2 separate regions of the Arachis hypogaea genome follow, and region 1 is linked to region 2. A link is a contact called in public Hi-C data. All regions are on one chromosome and are shown on one strand. Each heading gives the region's core, a stretch centred on a gene start, on an enhancer-like site or on the middle of the called end of the contact. The rest is flanking DNA. Distances are from core to core; before and after follow the strand shown. Region 1 holds the start of LOC112802034. Region 2 overlaps LOC112802026 (a long non-coding RNA gene).

Evidence for each region. Hi-C and Micro-C count contacts between places; a contact is called where the count stands out from the background.
Region 1: a contact with region 2 is called in a Hi-C map of leaf, with 4 times the contacts expected there. The contact joins the promoter of LOC112802034 here to the enhancer-like site in region 2. A contact is called at or near these places in 3 of 8 Hi-C or Micro-C datasets (all in leaf).

The regions. Positions count from the first base shown.
Region 1 is chr5:94,744,052-94,747,146 of arahy.Tifrunner.gnm2.J5K5, reverse strand. LOC112802034 reads right to left here and starts at 1,670. Exons shown (of 3, transcript XM_025845025.3): 1 at 1,460-1,670; 2 at 636-831. The coding sequence starts at 1,655.
Region 2 is chr5:94,553,457-94,556,550 of arahy.Tifrunner.gnm2.J5K5, reverse strand. It overlaps LOC112802026 (a long non-coding RNA gene), which reads right to left. Exons shown (of 10, transcript XR_011882263.1): 9 at 2,769-2,999; 10 at 2,316-2,630. Among protein-coding and RNA genes, the nearest start is that of LOC112802026, 5.1 kb to the right of the region's middle. Within about 2 kb of position 1,605, at least 1 of the 3 cell types and tissues checked has open chromatin away from gene starts, as enhancers often do.

The DNA of each region.
Region 1 (3,095 bases), core at 421-2,920, 190 kb before region 2:
TCTCAATCAGCAAATGCGCTGAAGATGGGAGCAACAGCACAACACTTTTGAAATGCATGTCAACTTTAAAAGACTTCAAGCAATCAAACAGCATTGACATATGTTAATAAACATGTGTAGACTATGGGTCAAAATGAAGTATAGGATAAAATACTGGTGCTTATGAGGCCACACAAGAACATAACGGGTATATTCATATGCAAGTCATACAGTCAACCCATAATATAGCAGAATTTGGTGAATCATAAAACTGTCCATCATAGCATTCATGAATTCCATGTCAGATTTTAAGAGTTAATTCTGAGGTAACCTCTAAATGCAAATACAGTCCATACCCTCAAAAAGCCAATTGAAAGAACGTACGATAGCAGTCATGCATTTGCCCGAAGCAGTAAAGACATTTGAAAGGAAGGAGCTCTTATTTGATAACATTATTTGAAAACTTGACATTATTTAAAAGGAAGGAGCTGGTTTTAGCTGCAACATCAGATTCTTGCAAGGAACATCTACTACAATACTATTTGAAAACAAAGGTACTGACATCATCAAACTTAATTAAAGAATACGGCAAATCCACACATGGGAACACTTTTTTTTTTCGGGGAAAATTAGAACAAGATTGGAGAAAATATAACCTAGCAAGGCGGGTGTAGAACAATTGTTTTGCCAGAAGGTCACATTTCTCCACCGTGGGTGGCTCCTGAATGTATTGCTTGTTCTGCTCCAACAACTGCTTGTAGTAGGCAGTTCCATGGTTGGTGATGAATTTTGAGGCTTGGCATGCCTTCGACTGCAGCTGCCGCAACTTTGATGCCATCAAGAGCTCAGATTCTGCAATTCAAGAAGAAAATCAGGAATCCAAATTCTTTATAAAAAATACAAAATCCAGATGCTAACATATATTCGAAAATCCACATAACTACCATTTCTAAAACTTCTTTTTTCTATGTAATCTTTCAGGAAATTAACTGAAAACATTAACGAAGCATGTCAAACTAGAACCCAAGGTTCCCATCGTCGAAATGCATATAAAATTGATTAAAGAGTATATAGCCATTTTTATTTCTTCTATCAGGATACTTCATAATTATACCCAAAAAAATGAATAAAAGGTAGCTATCCAATGACATGAGAATCTCAATAATTTGAATGAAAACAACACAGATCTATCCAGAAATGCACATAGAGAGACTCAAAAACCCTAAATGTCATACTGGGTGCTAAGTCAAAACCCTAAATTTCAAACCATCCATATTACACAAATAATTAAAAAGACGAAAACCAAATTGGAGAATCGGTGAATGTGTGATTGGAGTTAGTGAGAGGAATTACAACAGATCAGAGAAAAGAGATACATGGGAGATCTAAATGACGGATGAAGCAGAAAAAACAAAAATAAAATTAGAAGATGCATAGTAATGAGAGAAGGAGAGAAGGAGAGAAGGAGAGAAGGCATTACCGTGGTGCGAAGGAGAATGAATGAGACTGGAAGTGAAAGTGAGAGTGAGAGTGAGAGAGGGTTTGTTAAGGATTTGAGGGTTGCAGTCGCCGCCGCTAAGTTTGTGGAGGTTCGCAGCAACGAGCGAAATGAAAGAAAAACGATAGTGGCTTTGCGTTGTGTGTAGCAAAATTGAGGTTTTTGTTACTTGTGCCATACTATTACCATTTCCTTCAATTTATTTATTTATTTATTATAATTATTATTAAACCACCATTTGTCCAAAAATAATTAGTTTTGACAACGAAAAAAAAAAAAGAATCATTTTAATTAGCTAATATGATTTTCCTTGTTATTGTAAAGAAAAAAAATATTTCTCATTGTTACCATCCGGTCCTTTCTCAAAACTGTTACCAAATTCGATTATTTTAGATTGGGTCATTTTCACAGCCCAAAACAAATCAATAATCATTAATATCTTAATCTAACATTTAAATTTAAACCTCTTCCTTATCTTAATTGAATAAAATAAGATACCTACCTCAAGTTATATAAAGGGAGTCAAAGATTTTTTCAGATACGTTACACAATCCTAATCCTCATTTATACCTCTCAAATCCATTTTGATTTGGGCGTCGAATTATCTTTGTAGATACTACTCCCGCCGCTCCAAGAGTCCAATCCATCGCCATCAAGACTGGCCAATTCTCAACCCCTCTCATAACCCGTATAAGTGACTTTTTGTACAATGGAGATTCCCTCCAACTAGTCAGAAGCTGTCCGAAATATCAAGCTAATGTCGACCTCCACCAAGCGGCTCCACACCAGCTCAGCGTAATAATAGTAGATTGGCCATTCGGAACATGGAGAACCAACCTCGTAGGACCCTTCCACACAGCTCCCAGGCAACTCTGATACCTTATAATCGCTATCAACTATTACACAAAAAAGATCGAAGTTGAGGCACTGGCTACCATCACGGCCACTCAGTGTCAAAAGTTCTTCTAGAGGCAAGTCATAATCCGCTTTGAAATTCTCGATATCATAATCTCAGACAATGGGACCCAATTTGCGGACAAACGATTCAAGGAGTTCTTGGAAAGATTAGCATCTTCCAGCGGTTCAGCTTGGTAAAATACCTGCAACCCAATGGCCAAGTAGAATTGACCAACAAGATCATCGTAAAAGATCTCAAGAAACGGCTAGACGAGGCCAAAGGCCTATGGGCCGACAAACTTGAATCCGTCATCTGGTCATACCGAACATCCCTTCAAATCTCAATCGGAGAAATCCCTTTCGGTTAACCTACGGCCTCGAAGCCGTCATTCCGGTTGAGGTCAGGGACCCTAACCCACGGAGGATTGTGGGGGAACACGACGAGAACGTCGAGAGGGACCTCGCAGATGAAGTTCAGAGCATAGCACACTGTAGGAACTCACCCTAAAACGAATGATAAGCCTAAGGTACAATCGCAGCGTGGTAAAACGAGACTTCAGACCCGAAAATCTCGTCTTACGACGCAACGATATCGGGCCCCCAACTCCGGGGGAAGAAAATCTCACACCTAATTGGAAGGAGTCTTACTGAGTAAATACCTTAATCGACAGAGGATCCTACAAGCTCGAACAACTAGATGAAACTGAGCTCCCAAAGTCTT
Region 2 (3,094 bases), core at 356-2,855:
ATTTTATCACTATTTTTTATTATTAAATTTGTATTCAAGTGTGGTATGAAATTTCAGTTTTAATTTTATTTTTTTCATATGTAATTTTATAGCTTATTATTATTTTCATAGTTAATTATAACAAGTTCTTGATCTCAATAAAGGAGAAGAGAGTTCTAATAGGAGTAAAAATAAAAAATAAAAAACAGCAATAAAATATACATTGACACACATTTTATATTTATTTTTTATTTTCACCTACCATATCATACATAATATTAGTGATTAGGTTATGTAAAATCAACATTTAATATTGGAAAATATTTGTTATCATGGTTATTTTAATATTCATTCTCTTTTATAAAAAAATTATCTTTTGCGTTATTTATCCAAACGCTACAACTTTAAAATAAGTACTTTTATAACTAAAAAACCAAACACAAAATAACTTATTTATAAGTTACTTTTAATAAAAGTCCTTATGTTTTAAGCTCTTTTTTCAAAAGAACTTATTTAAGTTATTTACCCAAACTGGGCCTAGTCAATTTTAAAAAGTTAGGAAGTTAAATAGGACAATTTAAATATTAGAGACAACTTTAAGACTTACCCGTGAGAAACAAAAACAATACTTTACTCATTAAAAAAATTAAATTAATAATTAAAAATATTAATAAAATAAATAAATTTTATTGAACTTTTAACATTTGCCGTAATGAAAATAAAATAATAATTAAAAATAAAAAGGGTGGGCAAGATCAAATATTTGGAGCAGGATTCATGCCTTGCTCTCCTCCAATATGCCTACATCAATAATTTATTTTGGAAAAAATAAGAATGGCGGCGACACCCCGCGGTGGCGGGGGATTAGGTTCGCCAAAGGTTCCAATTTTGACACTGTTTTCTTATATTTTCTAAACCTTATTCGACAAATCTTTTATCTTTTTATTTTTGATCAATCACTTTTGATACTAAAAATAAAAAATGTATAAAAAAGAGTGTACACGAAGACAATATATGGAAAAAGATCCTCTCTAGTTTTTTTAACAATTGATAGAATCCAGTGTGATCTATCACCTTTGATTCTATGAGTGGGACCAGAAATAAATAAGAGAGAGAGCGCAATGAATGGTTAGATTGAACACTGGATACCATCCAGTTTTTTTCTCACTGGAGAGGATCCACTCCCACAATACATAGTATATCACAACATTATTCTATTGTGAACCAATTTATTTGGATTTAATTTTAATTACTATTTGACATATATTAATTTCTTTTCTTCGTAAAACATAATACTTATAATACTTATAATTTTTTTTGGTACACTACTTATAATTTTTTTTTCTTGGAGAACTTTAGTTCGTTGGCCCACAAACTACTGGGAAACGAGTTCGGGAAAGCATAAGCCTTTTTTTCTCTGCTTTTTGGGAGACTTTGAGCAGAAATAAGCTTATATGAATTTATTTTCAGTGTAATTTAGAAAAAAAAAATTACACGTTATAGTTCATGTGTAAAATATAAAAGGCATTGTTCCTCTTTATTTGGTTTGTGCTATTGAATCAAATTAACGCCACTGGAAGATCGTGCATGCTAAACATCTTAAAGGCTTCATATAATACATAGATGTGTCTTTTGTGGGAATCCGGAAGCAATTGAACACTTTTTTTTAGGTATGAACTTGCCTATAAGAGTATAAGGTTTGGGTTTACTAGCACACTCAATTCGTCACTATTACATAAGTGATTTTTACTAATATTTAAAAAACGTTACTAAATCATATTAAAATATTACCTATGTATATTAGTAACATTTTAACAAATGTTAAATATATCTTATATTACTAAAAAGTTTTACTAACATTCTTCTAAAGATTTAATAACATTTAGTAAAAATGTTACAAAAGATATTCTATAGTAATATTATGAAAAGTGTTACAATAGACCATTTATGGTAATACTTAGAGAAATGTTACAGTAGATATTTTTTGTAACACTTAGAAAAATATTACCATAGATATTTTCTATAATACTTAGCAAAATAATACAATAGATATTTTTTGTAATACTTAAAAAATGTTACAATAGATATTTTATATAACACTTAAAAAATGTCACAATAAGTCTTTTTAATAATACTTTAAAAAATGTCGCAATAGATATTTTATAGCAATACTCTAATAAATGTTTCAAAAGATTTTCTTTGCTAACAACAAAAAATATTACAATAGATCTTTAGTAATATTTAAATGCACAAAATATTGAATTAAAATTTTTTTCTTCAATTACATATTTTACACCCACTTTACAAATTAAATCCAAGATATTTAAACATTAAAATTGGTCCAATAAATCAATTTTTTTCATTTTTTCAATATGCTTACATGATTAAATACAAAATATACTACACATAACACACTCTAAGGCCTAGCTAGCTAAGAAATTTCAGAATGAGTTACCAACAAAAACAAACAAATGCCAGCACCAAGTATCTCCCTTACAGGTGCAAATCCAAGCATGTGCATTGCAACAGCAGGACAATGAGACAATTTAATCCCTACTCTTAGCAATACTCATCTCCACAACAACATGGCCTCTTAAGCCTTTATTTACACCTGTGAGGCTGAGAACAACTCTCAAAGCTCGTGCATCACACTGTAAATAGAAAAGGAGAAAAAAGGAAATACTAAGAAAGAATTTATGTGAAAGCACTCAAAACATTATCCACAGAAATATAGTGAAAAGTTATCCTTTCCTAAGAAAATAGAACAAAGATATATACAGCATCAATACCTTCTTTAATTTGTGACAAAGATACCACATTAACCCCTTGGTGGTTTAGCTTTTCGGCCAGAGTAGTAGCACCTGGAACAGGGGCAGCGCCAAGTGCTTCCAAAACTATACTTGTGTTGATGTGAATGAGTTCTTCAGTTGATACACCTCTGGAGCAGCGGGAATGATTGGATTCAATGAGTTCCAAAACAACATTGATGAAGCCAAAAAGAAAAGCACCATCAACAAGTTCTTCAGCCATGATATGATGATTAGAATAATAGCAAATGAATCAGTGAATGATTGGATTCAAAGACAAGCTCTTTTAAATGTAAAGATTTAAAAAG